Linked DNA regions of Gossypium hirsutum: region 2 is linked to region 1. A link is a contact called in public Hi-C data. All regions are on one chromosome and are shown on one strand. Each heading gives the region's core, a stretch centred on a gene start, on an enhancer-like site or on the middle of the called end of the contact. The rest is flanking DNA. Distances are from core to core; before and after follow the strand shown.

What was found. A called contact is a pair of places that touch in the nucleus more often than the background predicts.
Region 2: a Hi-C map of leaf shows a contact between it and region 1, with 2.7 times the contacts expected there. The contact joins the promoter of LOC107891229 here to the enhancer-like site in region 1. A contact is called at or near these places in 2 of 34 Hi-C or Micro-C datasets (both in leaf).

What each region holds. Positions count from the first base shown.
Region 1 is chrA11:92,470,917-92,476,076 of Gossypium_hirsutum_v2.1, reverse strand. LOC107891187 (probable polyribonucleotide nucleotidyltransferase 1, chloroplastic) reads right to left here. Exons shown (of 25, transcript XR_001682143.2): 24 at 4,429-4,906; 25 at 3,745-4,017. Among protein-coding and RNA genes, the nearest start is that of LOC121210171, 11 kb to the left of the region's middle. Within about 2 kb of position 3,551, at least 4 of the 9 cell types and tissues checked have an H3K27ac peak or open chromatin away from gene starts, as enhancers often do. A contact at or near this core is called in leaf, where this site is marked.
Region 2 is chrA11:92,634,966-92,639,740 of Gossypium_hirsutum_v2.1, reverse strand. It overlaps LOC107891229, which reads right to left and starts at 2,570. Exons shown (of 4, transcript XM_016815961.2): 1 at 2,420-2,570; 2 at 1,895-2,129; 3 at 1,738-1,793; 4 at 823-1,150. The coding sequence starts at 2,461. The coding sequence ends at 980.

The DNA.
Region 1 (5,160 bases), core at 2,302-4,801:
TTAAACACTTTGAGCGATTTGAGTGAATCTTTATTGAAGATGTCAATTGTTGTTGATTTTGAATTTAAGTAATTATTTAGATAAGGGGAAACACCTATATTTTTGTGCTTTAAAAATTTTGACTTGGATTGTTTGAATATTTTGTGTCCTTCTATTTGAATTGCCAATGCATGATTGTTTGAAAATTATCTTGAGACATTATTGATGAACATGATAAATTGAGAAAAAGTTAACTTAAATGTGGGTTGAAGATTCAGCTTGAGGACAAGCAAGCGCTTAAGTGTGGGGATATTTGATAAGTGTCCAAAGTAACATGTTTTAATCCTGTTCTTAATGTATTTTTTGGATGATTTAATCAATGCAAAATGATGAATTTTATGCTCCTAATCCTTTAAACTCATGTTTCTATACATAGGAGAGCATTTGGGGAGCAAAACAAGCGAAAACAGAGCAAAAATTGGACAATTGGAGAAGATTTCAGGAGCCACACGGGCTGCCACACAGCTATGTGCCAGACCGTGTTGATTTTGTAAGTTGTATTCAAGACACGCAGAAAAACACAATTTTTAGGTATTTCATGCATTTTAAGACCTATAAACACAATTTTTAGGTATTTCATGCAATCCTAGAGATAAGACGACATAAATCTACTGGATTAGAGTCAAATCTAAAAAAGGATCCATAGATCGAGTTAATGCGATAATAAGGGTTTTAATTAGATCAAATTTTAATTAATCAACCTAGAGTCAGTTGCTCTTACTCTCGTACGAGATATTAGTATGATTTAAGGATTTCTACTGATCAAGATATTAAGTGAAAAATTGTTTAATTCAGATTGATGATGACAGATGCAGTTTAGGTGGATTCTTTCCTGGGTATTGTTTTGCTTCTTACTTATTATTCGATTATTTTCCCGATTTTTTCTTTTTCGTGTTTTAGTTAATTAATTTAGTTAATTTTAGTTTAAACCAATCATTCTAATTTGTCGGTTAAATAATAGAAAGACAGTAATTACTAGTACTTTTAGTTTTCGTGGGAACGATATCTTACTCATCATAGCTATACTATTTATCGATAGGTGCACTTGCCTTTGTCGTATTTTTAGTTGGTTTCGTGGACATCAATGAATGTCAGGTGAGTCCCTCCCCTGACTCTCACATGTATACTGTTCAGACTGAAGAACATTTATATTACAAAATTCAAACTACATATCAGAAACCATGATGAGTATAGTATGAATATGATATGTGTATGACTATATGGATGATTGCTAAATATGGTATGTGTAATAGATATGGGATTTACTGAGTTCGAATATGTGAGGATTTATGTGTGGATGTTTGTGTTGCTGATGAGTATTTGTGTATGAGTATGTCCAAAATATATACTATGAAATATAGTTCTGTTGGTATGTTAAAAGTGTGTATTGAGTTATGATTCAATTAAGAAAATAAGTTAGTCTACATGATTATGAGTTGTAATTGGATGTACGATGAGCGCTAAGAAGTGTGAGTTTGGTTTTGTCCAAGTATGAAGAGTATGTAATGCGCATCTGGACATCGCAGTGGTGATTGAAGAAGTTTGTTGGGACGAAAAACACAAACTCTAAAGGAAAAAGTCCATGGCCATGGCACACTCTAAAAAGAAACTATTGAATGACAATTACCTAATGAAGTTCTCTGCTTGCCTCAGAACGATAATGGGCAAACCTCACGTAATGTAACTTTAGGCAAATCCATATTGTAAACACGATAGTTTGAATAGACTTTTTGGCATACTCTGAAAAACTACTTTTGTGGCATACTCTAAATAGATTGCCTTTGTGACGTACTCTGAATGGGTTGCCGTAGTGGCATACCATGATAAGGCTCTTCATAGCGTAGTACTCTAATGAATTTCCCTTGTGGAGGGTTCTGTATGAAATTATACGGTATCCAGTATGGCTTTTAAGCATGATCATAAGAATAGCATGAGTTTAAGGTATCTAATGAATACAAGGTAAATACTAAACAAAGATAAGAAATTACTGAAAATGATGAGTTGAAGAGATATTCAAATATGTGGGTTTTTATTTATTTATTGAAAAGACACTTCTAAACAAATATTTGAGACTGAATAATAGAAGAGGCCATCCATCAATTATCCGTAATTGTGAAAGTTAGCATGGGTTAAATCTATGTTTGAAATGAAGTTCTGAATGTGTCGAATTGCAAAGGATACTGATAAGAAACTATGAATAAAAAGAGTTGATAGAAATTCTTGGAAAGTTCAAAGTTATTGTCAAAATGATGAAAGTGGATACAAGACAAGATATGGCAAGTCATGGAGAATAAATATGTCTGAGTTGGATAATGTTCTCTTTAATAGAACTATGTCCTTGAGAAAAAGAAAAGATCGCATTGTTGAGCTATATGCTATTTTATAAAAGTACCAGTTAAGGTAAATGAAAATTTTCTCACTAAATTTCTGTGAACTTATTAATGTCTTATGCTCTTGTTTCAAGCTTAAAGGATTAAGTTTGCGCCAAGAGGGATGACGCCAAGACTACGCCAAAAAGAATGGCATATCAGGTTATTATGCATACAATACAAGTTTGGTGGCATAGATAATCGTAATAAGTTAAGATATTAGATTGGAAACCTTTGTAATTAAACTATCTTATTTAGCATTGTGTAATTACTTGAGCTTTTTGTATGTTGGTTTAAATTCGTGATAGGTAAAGTTGTAAATAATTGGAAGTTGTACTAGCAGCTCAAATTCTTGTATGTAATTATATGGTAACCCCCGAGATTTGGATCTGACTATTCAAATCGAATTGAGGGTATTACATAAAATAGAGAGGAGGAAAAAAAATAGAAGAGCTGTAATATCAATAATTTGTAATATTCGATTTTTATCATTGCTATTCTATTACATTTAACGAATCAAGTATCACCTAAGATTAAGTCCATATCAGTGATGAAAAATCTGAACGGGATAAGCCTACAAAGCAAATTTAACCAAAAATCCAAAATCTATCCAATCCATGTACATGCCATATGAAAAAAGAAAAGAGAAATCAAAATCATAATAAATTGATTGTAAATATTGAAAAAGAGCTAACTTATTGTTTTTCATTAAAAAAAAACTTTTAATGCCGAGCGTAGATTTTGTTTTCGGGGCCAAGTTTAATGCGAAACCATCCCGTCTTTAAATATTTACAAAAATCTATCTTTATATATTTTTTTATATTAAGTGAAAAAATTCCTTATGCTTTATCACTCCCAACATCATTTTATGACCTTTATTTTACTAGTTTCTTTCCTCCTTTCATTTTAATTTATTTTTCCAAACCTCCCTCTCCTTTTCGTTTCTTATTTTTTCCTTCTATGATGTAATATATATTCACTCAGTCACCCCAAGCATAATTTTTTTAAAAATAATTTTGAATTTAATTAATCACATTTTCCAATAAAAAAAGTTTGAACTCAAGATTAGATCAGGGTCAGGTATGCAATTAATTTTCAAGCTCAGGACAGATTAATTCTTTTTAAGCTCAGGGACAGGTCAAGGTCAAGGCATGACGGTAGAGTATCTGGTCAGAATAGGCAGCCAAAAGTCCGCCCCACCCCGCCCTGTTACCATCACTAATTTTTATCAACTATTTACTACATATAATATTTAAATTATTTTTAAAAATATTTGAATTCTTGTTTAAATAAGTAGACCGATCCAACCAATTTGCCTAGTCCTTTTTTCTTCACCTTTCTTCAAATGCATAAATATGTATTTGCCAAACCCAAGATCCAATACAAAACAATGGTCCAAACAGAAAATAGAAAACAAGGGGGCTAGCAGAGCATAAAATCAGTAACTTTGCAACCATCAAAATGTTATTTCTTTTCTCTGAAACAGAACTTGAGATCCAGCTTGTGGCAGCCTTACCTGCCTTAACCATCTTACATAAAAATATGAGACGAAGACTAGCTTCTGAATCACATTTCACAAGTGTAGGTCTCCAGTTATGATGAAATGTACCTGTACAAGAATCTAATATTTAGCCAATTCACTAGTAACAATAGATTTCAGACTATCGGTATGAGCATCCAGTACCCATTTCATCCAATGAGTATATTGCTGCTCAGGTTCTAGTGCTATTTCATTTGTTTGAGACAACCCAGGCATTTTCCCCCTTTTCTTACCAGTCATAATTAATGTCGCATGCTTAATTGGTAAGTTACCTCATGATAAGCAATTCAAGAACTTATCTGATTAGTAATTTATAACTCCACATTGAACCCAACAACAAGAACGCAAGTTCTCATAATGGAATCACAAGCAATTAATAAGACTAGAAAGACGTTGATGTAGTCTGCTTTTTGTAACAGCATATCTGCTTTAAATGGTGTTTAAAAGGACCAGTGAACAAAAGAAAGTAGGTTGCCTTACCTCTGTTTCTTCTATGTGAGGAAGCTATTCTGTCACCTTTCGTACAATGGTCATTGGATATGGAAATTCTTGTCAGCATATTATAAGCACAATAAAACTCCCATTCAGTTATTGACTACTCCCCATCATTGCTGGAGACACCAGTGACAGCTTTACTGCCACTCTTCTTTACCCTCTTAAAAACCTTCTTCCGTGGAAGTAGAGTGGTCTCCGCAGAATTACTTTTGGATGAGGTTGCAACTTTGGTAGCACTACTTTTAACCTTGGCCCTATCAATCTTCTCTTCAGCTAAACCCTCTGCTTTGGGGACACTCACATATTTTTGAGGTGCACCTTCGTCAGATGCTTTACCAGAATCAGCAATAACAACCACATCTGGGTTGCCAGTAAGCTGCTTTGAACTGGGATCCTCTGGACTTGTTTCAGGAACAGGAAGAAGTGCACGGCGGCTAAGGCGAAGTTGTCCCTTATCATTAACCTGCATTAGGTGACACAGCTACAGCTAATGGAGAGAGATTTTTTGAAGTAAGGAAAAAAGGTGCAGATAAAGAAAACGACTAATAATTGATGCAATCTAGCTCTTTGATGGATTTACAAGACCAACAGTAAGGATAAAAATTTGGGAACCACTTTTACCATCTCACTGATTACATATTTAATATGCATAGTACTAGAATATAGCTCAAGCCTGTAGAATGGTTGAGTACTGCATGAACAAGCCACGGAATAACG
Region 2 (4,775 bases), core at 1,321-3,820, 160 kb before region 1:
ACATTCTCCCAACTCTCTTGTGTGCTTAGGTGTACTCTTTTGTTGTGTTTGTCTAAACCTAGAAGCTAGAGAGTGCCTATTTGAGAAAGATCAAAAGTTGTACTTAGACTGCAAAACACCTAGATGGCTAACACAAACCTAGTCACTTTAATTATTTCTCAATTCCCCTAAATATCAAATCTAAACTATCTAAACTTCATATCCTGAATTCTCTATCCTCCAAATTTTCTTATATGATCTCTTACCATTCTCATTAATTAGTAAAGCCATAATATTTTCTACTCAAACACCTCTCTATTATCCTACACTATCATTACCTTCAGCCTCTAAACATCAACCTTGTTATTATCTAACCATTACTATAATATTTTACCAACAATCAAAACTATCCTCAAGCATAATCTCACCACCTAAAAATTTTTATTACAACAACTCCCCCCATTGCCTAAATACGCTTTATCTCACCACCTCAAAATATTATATTTTATCTCACCATCTAAAACTACCTTCTAAGCAATAACACAAAATCAAAACTCATCCAAAAAAACACAACAAATAATAAATAAAAATCAAGTCAATAAAATTTAAAAAAAAAAACCCAAAAAATAAACAAAAAAAAAGAAAAGAAAGACAAGACAAGACTTTTTTTAACTCAATTTAAACTTAGAAAAGATGAAAAGAATAAGTCGATGGTGTTAGTTGAAAAAAAAAAAGCCTAACTGCAACAACGAAAATGATAACATAAATAGCCATTAATTAAGAGAAAGATGATAAGAGCAAATTAAAATCACCAAACCAGATGCTATTATTTGAACCAAAGTATAACTGAATCATGAGATTTTTTATTTTTTATACTAAGAGCAGTATAAAAGTAAATTCTTTAACAGTTTTTGCAATTACATATATCTAATTTACAAATGCTCAAGCATTAATTGCTTTTAATAAAAATCAAATATAACTTTTTTCAAATCTGACATAGTTACATGGAAGAGTTAAAGAGTAAAATTAGTTTAGGAAGATTGTCAAGAGCCAACATGAAAACTCCCGCCAACATAAACATCAAAACAAAAGCTAACAAGACTTTTGCAATGTAAAGAAAACTTATTCCTGGTTTTGAAACCATTTTGCGAGAATTAGTGAGATCAACGTTCTGTTAAGAATGAAAAAAAATATAATAAAACATGTTAGCCAAGAGAGACATCAAAATTCTATTAAAGTGAACAAATAAAATATATATCAATCAAGAATATGAGATGAACATGTACTAGAGAGTTGAAACAATAAAATGACTTACGTAAATCCAGATTTTTATTGTTAAAAATATAATCTAGTTTGATGTTTATAATAAGCATATATTTGTTGAAAATTATATGAATTTGTATGGTTATTTGAAAATATTAAAAACTTTGAAACAAAATTGATTTCTCATTACTAATTTCCAGTAACGGCAACTAGATCATGAGGAAATAGCACCTCAAAAAGGAAGGTTTTCAAATTGGCATTCCCTTTTTACAACACTTCATCCATGTAATGACACAACCACTATAATTCCAAACTAGTCTTAGAACTGCAGATATGCAACTGAAGACGTAAAGCAGCTCAGCGGAGGCATGTAATGCTTACAAAATTTTATTTCTTCTTTGTCATGAAAACATTAATCAAATCATCCTGACAATTGTTCAATCTGAAAACCGCTTGACAACATACATTAAAGGAAATGCTAGAGGATGTTATTACCTTTCCATTAGGGAGCTGTGTCGGAAATCCCCGAACATGTTTGCCTTTTCCAATGCCTAAACAGGAAACACGGACAAGGATGTAAGCAAATGAGAACCTACACAATCCCAACACCCAAAAGCATAATTATACTTTAATCTGATAAGAAGTCAAGTACCAGGAAAATCCATTTCATTAACAGTTTGCAAATTCCAACCATTGCCATAATTCACAAGAACAGCATCAGGGCCAAAAATAATGGGTTCCTCCCCTTCTCTAAAGGATTCAATATGCAAGGCAACCGGAGCTCCGATACCCAACTTTCTATTTATCAATGACACTGCAAATCCGGCCTTAGTGCCGGCTGCAAACCGGGTTTTCTTGCCGGAACTTTTGCATAAAACCTCTAAATACTACACATTCGAACACAAATAAATAAATGATAATCGATTTGACTGCTTCCGGAAAGTAAAATCAGCATAAAAAATCGTGTTTTTTATGGAACATGTAGTGTATTAACAAAACCCATTGATAAACTAGCATCAAAATTCAAATTTTCGAATCAATTTCACAGTTATAGGAGATAATTGCCATCCCCCCACCAGCGGCAGCATTTGTCGACATGCATGAACTTAAACATATATACATGGAAAAGAAAAATACACAGAATTTAAGATAAATGAAGAGAAAAAAGATAGTTTACTGGAGGAGGCTTTGGGGAATTGGCTTGTTCAGCTTCTGACATGGATGGGGATCGGAGAAACAGGGAAGAAACAGCTGCGAACGAGTTGACATCAATTTTAAATTAGTTTATCAAGAAAAATATAATAGTAGTGTTCACGAAAGCCCATTGAATCTCAAATCTAGCCCAAAAATCCATTTCTTCCTAAAAAAATCCAAATCCTTGCATCAAATTTTTAAAATTTTTAATTTTTTTAAATTATAATTTTTAAAATGCATGCTTTAAAAATACTAATATTTATAATTATTTTGTTTGGATTTTTAAAAAAAAAAATAAGTTATTGAAATTTCATAAACTAACAATAAAAGAAATAATGATATTGACAATTAAAATGTGGATACACGCACAGAAATATATTTAATAACATAAAACATATTAAATTTTAAATCAAATAAATATTTGTTGAGTATTATTTTCGTTGTGTCGCATTAAAGAGGACAATCGATTATTTATATACATGGTTACTGTTCATAGAATTGACGGTTTTAGTAAACTCTATGCATGTTGGACATGTGTAACTCCTTGGGTATATGAGAGCTGAGACCGCGAGCTCTCCTTGCTGACTTCATACTCTAAAGCTTGCACGCATCAATCTGGTAAGGCCTAGCCTAGTCGCAGGTAGGCAACCCGGACCTTATCTGGTTTTCGGGTTGGAGATCATAAGTATATAACAATCTAGCCCCCCTATTGGGTTTAAGGAGGGCTATTAAGTGACACTCCTTAGAGCCATCACTTCGATTTATACAGCTTGCAGAATACGCAGTGACCACTGGAACATGACGTTAACTTCGCCACTTGTACGAGTCAATCGCACCTATTTGTATCTAACTGTTAGCACTCCTCGGTTATTTGAACCGTCAAAATACGGGGAAGAGAAACTTCCTTAAAGGGGTTTTTGAAACCCTAAACTTACAATTTTAACATTTTTTACAACCAGGCTCGATTGAAGCTTTCTTCAAGGTAAATCTTGGTAACATCCTCGTCTTAGATTTTAACTTTCTTCTATCTTTTTTTTCTTCTTTTTCTACATCAGAAATATGTCGAGAATGAAGGGGCTAATGGTCGAATAATTCCCCATTACCCACCACGAAAGCGTGCTTTTGAAAATCTTTGTAAAAGCTAACTTCTTCATTTCACTACAAAAGAAAAAGAAATGAGTCGAGCTTTGGGCGCACAGGGGATTCAAAACCTTAATTTTGCTTATGAATTCTCCATTCCTGATGGGCTACACAGGCTTATTGATACTAGTGACAACAGCTTCTTGCTACCCATCCATGCTCTAGAAGTCGGGTTCTACTTGCCCTTACATTCGTTATTCTGTCATCTCCTTCAAGAGTACCAGATTGCTCATTGTCTACTCTGTGGGTTCTCCTGGTGGATCACAGTGGCTTATTTTATCGATTGTTGTCGACGTAATGAAGTACCACAACTCGCGGTTTTCCAAAGCTTATATCTATTAAAGGCCCAAAACCAGAGGAATTTGTCAGGCTTCTATTTTTTTTCTCCTCGTAATAAAACCAAGACTATAATTTCAAATCGATGTCCTAATATTCGAATGAATTTAGGAAAATATATTAGGGTGAGATGTAAGCTTGCCGGCAGATTTGATTTTCCCATAAAGTGGTTTACACCGAATAGAGACATGTGCTCAGTCAAGCGAACCGTTAGGACAGATGGTAGTTTAGCCCACCTAGAAAGGCTTCGCGTTGGCAGTTCGCTGGTTATCGAAGATATTATAGCCGTGAGGAATGGTACAGCCAATTTTTGATAAAAATTCGAACAATGGTTTCAGGACCATAGATTCGAGTCCGAAAAAAATTATTTTAATACTATTTTATGATATATAGTAGATAATAATATTTTATGAAAATTTTGTAAAGAAATTTTATCGATTACGTGTTTAATTTGATAAAGGACCAAATTGCACAAAGTGCACAAGTTGAGTTCTAAGAGCTAAAAGGATTAAATAGCCTATAGAACTTTAAAGTGGAGGTCCTTATATGATAATTAGACCATTAATTAAAAGTTAGTAGATATTTTTGGATGATTCATCCATGGAAAATTAGAAAAAGGTTAATGACTAAATTGGAAATCAAAATAATTAAAAATGATAAATTAATTAAATAACAAAATATCATCATTTATCATCATCTTCCCCGAATATTTTGCATGGAAACCCTAGGAAAGATAAAGCAAGCTTTCTTGGCCAAATTAGATCCAGATAGACCAAATTCGGAGTTAGAATGAAGAAAAGAGAAAAAGGTCAGATTAGTAGATTTTACGTACACAAACATTTGTCGAGGTAAGTTTTTGTAAC